Linked DNA regions of Mus musculus: region 2 is linked to region 1. A link is a contact called in public promoter capture Hi-C data. All regions are on one chromosome and are shown on one strand. Each heading gives the region's core, a stretch centred on a gene start, on an enhancer-like site or on the middle of the called end of the contact. The rest is flanking DNA. Distances are from core to core; before and after follow the strand shown.

The links. Promoter capture Hi-C pulls out the DNA fragments that hold promoters and counts their contacts.
Region 2: a contact with region 1 is called in a promoter capture Hi-C map of liver, with 4 times the contacts expected there. The contact joins the promoter of Cfhr2 here to the promoter of F13b in region 1. A contact is called at or near these places in 4 of 39 promoter capture datasets (embryonic stem cells, hippocampal neurons and liver).

Annotation. Positions count from the first base shown.
Region 1 is chr1:139,500,301-139,503,581 of GRCm38.p6, reverse strand. F13b (coagulation factor XIII, beta subunit) reads right to left here and starts at 1,875. Exons shown (of 12, transcript NM_031164.2): 1 at 1,770-1,875. The coding sequence starts at 1,836.
Region 2 is chr1:139,856,754-139,860,302 of GRCm38.p6, reverse strand. It overlaps Cfhr2 (complement factor H-related 2), which reads left to right and starts at 1,604. Exons shown (of 6, transcript NM_001025575.2): 1 at 1,604-1,748. The coding sequence starts at 1,676.

The DNA of each region.
Region 1 (3,281 bases), core at 626-3,125:
TTTCATAACCTAAGTTTAGAAGTGATACTGTCTCAGTCTAAATATCTAATATAATGCCCACTGCTCTTTATATAAACTGGCAATTCGGAACAGCTGTGTTACTCAGAGTAACTGACCGGTGACTTCTTGGAAGCTTGTCCTTGCTTTGTAGAACACTCTCATAGATACACCATGTCATCCCACATGCAATTTTAACACTTCTGAAAGTTACACTGGTAAGAGTAAAAATAAAAATGAATGCTTACTTTGCTTTAATAATAGGGTTTATTTAATCTAATATGTTAAAGTGTTCTATATTCTTTGTTCACACTTTTTAAATCCAGCAGGCCTTCCATTCACAGATCAGCTCTGCTTGGATCAACTGTTTCAGTGCTCAGTAACCATGCAGTTGATACTCTGTATTGGCAGGGAGTTGACTCCAAGGCTCCCCATAGATGCCAAAACCCATGGATGATCAAATCTTTTACATTCAGCGATTAAAATTTTGCATATAGCTTACACACCTCCACTAGTTTAGACTAGTGGTTCACAACCTTCCTAATACTGTGACCCTTTCATACATACAGTTAATGTTGTTATGATCCCTTTACCATAAAATTATTTTGTTACTTCCTAAGTATAGTTTTGCTACTGTCGTGAATCATAATGTAAATATTTGATATACAGGACATCCGATACATGACTCCAAAGGGGTCATAGCTCACAGGTTGTGAACCACTAGTTTAGACAATCTTCCAATAGAGTGGGCTTGATAGACGCCTATAATTTCAAATCATTTTCAAAAGGGTAATAATGAATGAAAGAACCTAGTTGCATATAAGCCATGTGACTTGTTTGAGGAGGCAAAGTGTCCCATGGTAATGAAGTCAGAATGGTTACCTCCATGTTCTGCTGCCTTAGAAAGAAAATAATGATAATGTCAGCCAGAGCTGAGAAAAACAAGACAAAATTATAGTCACCACACCATTGTCAGCATCTAGTGAAACACACACAGTCAAGTTCCCAAACATTCTAGTATTTCCCATGCATAATCACACGTTTACCATGGTAAGACCCAAAGTAGCTGCTATGGAGGACAGTGATGGCCACAAGGGCCACTGCTCTGGAAAGAAGAGACAACACCAACCAATGGGCTCACTGTCCTGGCTGATACATCAAATCTGTAGTGTTGATATCTCTGGACAATTTGATTTATAGCATTATTTTGACAGACTCATATCTCTCACTGTCTCCCAATATCCCTGTTTCTATAATCAACAATATTGGCATCAAAATAATCCCTATGTAATAACTCCAAAGAAAATAGAATCATGAGGAGAAACCTTGCTAGTGATTTTGTTCTTTTTCAAATTTCCCACATTATATTCTCTCCTCTTAAAAAGAGGAGAGAACTAAACTTATGCAAGTGTTACTATTATGCATAGATCCTTGCCTAAAATTATAATTAAGGCAAATATGTGACTTTCAAATTGACCAGATTACCAGCATTATCAGCATTAATTTGGCGAATAACTAATAAACCAGAAAACACTTTAAAGTAGTTAGACCCTGGCTCCCCGTGCTCCCAAATCTAGAGAAATAAAGGATTCCAAAGAAACATTATCAAGATGTTTAAACAAGTTACTTTTATGTAAAGCATGCATTACAAAACTGGCATGTGAAAGTGAAATATTAGGTCAAAATTCAAGAACTATGATACTTAGATGACACTTAGACTCTCTCTTCTCTATATGTATTTTAGAGAATAAAGAGTAATAAAAGAATTTTACCTTCTGCATAGAGTTCTCCTGAGAGGATTAATAAAAGAATAAATGGCAAGTGTCTCAGCGTCATCATCAGTGTGTCTCATGAAGATTTTTACAGCTCTAAAGCACCCAGGATCTCATTACTAAATACTCAATACTTCTCTTGACAAAACAAGTTAATAATTACAATGTCTGTCTAAGTACCTTTGGAACGAGGTAACATTTTACTTAAACTAGTCTCAAATAATTGAAAATATTGTGCCAGTATTAGCTGACAATAATTTTCTGAGTTTAATAAGAACATATGAGGCAACATAGGCAAAAAAATGACAGCAGCATAAATAATGAATACAGGCCAAATACGGAAGGGTATATTTCAAGTCAGAGTCACAACTATTTATTCCTAGGGCAAAGTCTACCTGCTCGCTGCTGTTTACAAGCTTTGAACTGAGCAAAGATGAACTTAGAGAGCATGAGGCAGTGGACACTTGATATGAAAATACATTGTTTGGCCTGTAGTCTCCCAAATTATAAATGATCTTCTCTTAAAGTATGACAGCAAATTATAAAAGCAGTAAGGCACAATATGTGCTGTATTTGGGTATTACAGTATTACTCACTTATGAGAAAGTTTTGAATGACCACTATGGACAAGTTATAAAGACCCTGTCTCCACAGCCTAAACACTTTCCTGACCTAGCCAACTCAGTCAGTCTTCAAGGTCTCAAGTGAGGGAGAGAGGATTGAAAAAGAAAAACAGCTAGACAAAATTATAGCGCGACTCCAACCTGTACTGAGGCTGAGGCAGGTTTATTTTTCTCCAGCCTGCTTTTATACCTTTCTAGCAACATTCAAAAAACATGGTCGGTTCTTAGATCAAAGACAAAGTAATCAAGCAAAGTAGTAAACAAGGAGATCACACAAGAAAGCAGTCAAGCAAAGTAGTAAGCAAAGAGATCACACAAGATAATAATTAAGTAAAGCCCCACGGTCCGTGTTTCTAATATTCTTATCTGAGCCTACTTCTTGTCCCAGCCCAGTGACAAATGTCAAGTTCTTAGAAGCTGCACCAAAAGCTCTCAACTCTTTTCACCTAGGCTTCACCTCTGAAAACTATTGTGTTACAGAACTTTGGGTCCTACATGTGATTATTCGGAATATATATTCAAAGCATAGCAGTGCCCAGTATTAAACTGCTGCCCCAACCTTCTGGTCTTTGCTGTGGTATATTGATTAGGTTCCTTATTTAACATATCTTTGTATCTCAAGAGCAAGTCCTAGTTGGTGGTATACACTCCATTCAGTGCTCTCCTGCGTTTACTAATTTCCTGTTTGTGCTGGTGTCTGTTCATCAGGAATAGCCTTGTCCGGCTTTGGTATCCTGTGATGCTGGCTTTACTGAAGGAGTCTGGAAACTTCTTTGCTTCTTTCTGGACACAATGAAAGCAAGGTGGTTCTAGTTGATCTCAAAATATTTGGGAGAAACCGCCATCTAGAAAAGGTCTTTAGATTTTCTGTTCTTAATTTCTTGTTCAG
Region 2 (3,549 bases), core at 355-2,854, 360 kb before region 1:
GCTTAGCCAGGGCAGCTTTGGTGAGTGAAAGTCCATGTTGTCAAGGCCATGTATATTACTTATCCTTTCACCATCTCCACATTGTTCAAGGGTGCATTGGAAAATGATAAGGATGTCTGTGAAAAGAGGTTGACTATTCACAGAATGAGGTATTTAGGCTACTTGCTTATTGAAATCATCCTCAGCAAAAGTCACTTATTGATGAACATTTCCATGGTAATCAAGTTTCTATATACCTTTGGCAAATTTGGAAAGATCTATTTACATAGATCTCTTACACAGAGGTCCTTATCATTAATTTTGCAATCATGATTTTCTTTAAGGCTCATCTAACCAACAAATTAGCTATAGGCCATAAATCAGTGAACAAGTGCCCATCTGACCATTTCTCTTTTCAAACAAAATATATGATGATGTGTACTGTCTGATCTTCTGCCCATGGCCCAGATTGACATCTTGACCCACATATACTTGCTCATCTATGTTCATTCCTGCCCTTCCACAATACATAGTGAATGCAAGCAACCTAAATGTTCTTCAAATGATGAGCAGATCATAAACATCCCTGCATTATACAATATGGAATACTATTCAACTATAAAGAAAATTGAAATCATAAACTTCTCTGGTAAATGAGCAAACCAGAAAAGATTGTATGGAGTATGGTAACCCAGACCCATGAAGACAAACTTCTCATGATCTCCCTTATTAGAGACTCCTAGCTCCAAATCTTCACATGCAAGTCTATACACCAAATCAGCTGCAGAGACCAGAAAGGTAAATATAGACCATTGCCAGAGTAGTAGGTTGGATGAGCAACAGAAAGGAGAATAAGATACAAATTATTTAGCAGGACGAATAGGAAAAAGGAAATAGTGACATATTTAGGGAAGTGGAAGGAGAAAAACACAAGAGAAAGAATATTGAAATAGTGCATGGGAATGTCATAAGGAATTATATTATTAACTCCTCAATCAGAATTAATGTGTGTGTGTGTGTGTGTGTGTGTGTGTGTGTGTGTGTGTGTGTGTGTGTGTGTGTACATGCGCAAACAGACAGTTCTATATGTGAAGGCCCATATGTACAACCAAAACCATCTAACAAACAACAGTCCTTGACAAGAGAAGCACTCTTCTGAGTTGTTGGTCAAGGTTGTCTAATAGAAGTCAAGATACTGATGACTGTTTCCATGACACTTTGTTGTCCCCAAGAGGAAGATCATTCCATATTGTGTATTCCATACCACAGGGCCCAAATGATCCTAAGCTGAATCTGTTCTGAAGATTCCTACCTGGGGCCTACCATTCATTGTACTATAAGTAGCCATGAAAGCTTACAAAGAAGAAAATCACCAACTGTCCTAACCAGCTATCATGCCTATAAGAAGGCAAAAGTAATTTATTCTCTCCTCTTTCTTTCAGCATAACAATGTGCCTGACAAGGAAACTTGGCACTAAAAATTGAATGCTATTACATTGCTCCATAAATGTAAAATGATTAACTTATTATTGTGAAATAATTGATTGAAAAATGTTTGTTTTGCTCCTCCTTTTTGAACTTTGACATTTACCAAACTGGATGCTAGTAATACACTGAAGTCCAATGTGATACACAGCATTGTTAATGACGGGGTTCCCAGAAGGACCACCACATCTGGAGCTTTAAGTTTGAGAACATGGGGTTCTGCAGCATGTTGCTCTTATCCAATATCCTCCTAACTGCATGGCTTTCTACTGCTAAAGGGGAAGGTAAGTGGAAGGGGATCTGAAACATGCAATTTCAAGCCAAATATTTTAACTCCTGTATGTCTATGAGAATATTTTAAATTCTTTTTACTAAAGCAGTATTAATAGAAACTAAATTATAAAATATTTAAATAAAATCAGAAAACATATTGATAGTAAAAATAAATTTATTTTTGGAAATAGTCTCTGATAAGCAATAAGAGAGAAATTGAATAAAGTGATTTTTCTCAGTTCTCTAATTTGAAAAGTGTGAATAGCCTCTAAATTATAATTTAGAGACAAAGAAGAAATTTATCTTATAAATGTGTAAATAGTACATGTAACAAGATTAATTTTCAAAATGAAATTTCACCTAAATAAATACAGCCATTGAACAGGACAAAGTACCTAACAGACTCTAAATCTATCTAGGTCGATGTGGGATTGATTTCATCCCTACGAATTGGATATCTTTTAATTTCATAGTCATTAAAATGAGTAACTTTTTAGACTTCAAACTAATTATTTTTCAGCAAACTGACATGTCTTTAAGAAGATAAAAAAGAATTATGTTACTTTGTAAGTGAGCCACCACAATGTTAACATTTTCTTTTCTGATCTCTCCAATGTATGTAGAAAGTGGGAGATCATGTTACCACTCTATTAACACTGTGTCTGAAGAGGATTTAACAAACATCGAGAGTGATTCATAAAGACACTACATCCATGGGTTAGCAAATAATGCTTTAAAGATAGAGTAGGATTCTGGAATTTAGTCACTGTGCCTGAATCTGTTTTCATGGAGTATTTATTTTCCTATTTGTTGTTTGCTAATGTGTCCACAAAATGAGGGTGATTTATGAACTCTTCAATCCTCAAATTACATTTGTTTTAAGATCCACCCCTTTCTCATTTTGAATCATTTCAGAGATTTAAACTCATTGTCTTTTGCTGTAACTTTGAATTCACTTTGAATTTTTTGTCATAGGAAAGCAGGAATTCAGTGAGAGAAAAGTCTATCTATGAAATTACAAAATATTTGCTTTCAATTATTTTGTACTTGTATAACTTTGATATATTAATATAATTATATTGCTCTTCTTATTTCTACAAAACTGTCCCATAGTCTCTTCCTTGTTCTGTGACTCAGGTTTTCTTTTTTTCCCTAATTATTATTGCACACATATATCTATATCTATATACATATGTATCTAAATATATGTCTAAATACAGTCTGCTTAGTCCATTCAATATGATTTGTAAATACTGTATGGCTGATATTCTGTACAGTGTGGAGAATAATAGTCACACTTTTCCTTTTGAATGAGTGAGTTCACAAACTATACAGTAAGAAAAGCAAAAGAACAAGTAATGAGTAAGATGTAGACAATTAGGTGACAAAGAGACAGACTGAACGATGATAGACAAACAAACAGAGGGAGAACATTATTTCAGGAACTAAGATGTTCAACACTTCTAGGGTAACTAACTTATGGCAGCTAACTTATGGTAGATATTTGGGCTTCCCCTCTGAAAGTCTTCCTGCATGATACTTCTAAGTAATAGAACACAGAACAACGGTAGAGATCACATAATCAAACCAAGTGCTCCCAATTTCTAGCAGTAACTGACTAGAAAAGTTGAAACAATAAGCTGAAGTTTCCAGTTGTGCTTCCCACCCTCACCTCCTGTAGATAAATTGGCTATCTGATATTTCTTTTTTTTTTTTCTACTCTTCTTGAGAACCCAGATGGAGAACTCAGGCTAGCTGCCTGAACATGCTTCCTCTGGGGGTTATCTGCAATCAGTGCTAATGACGTTACCT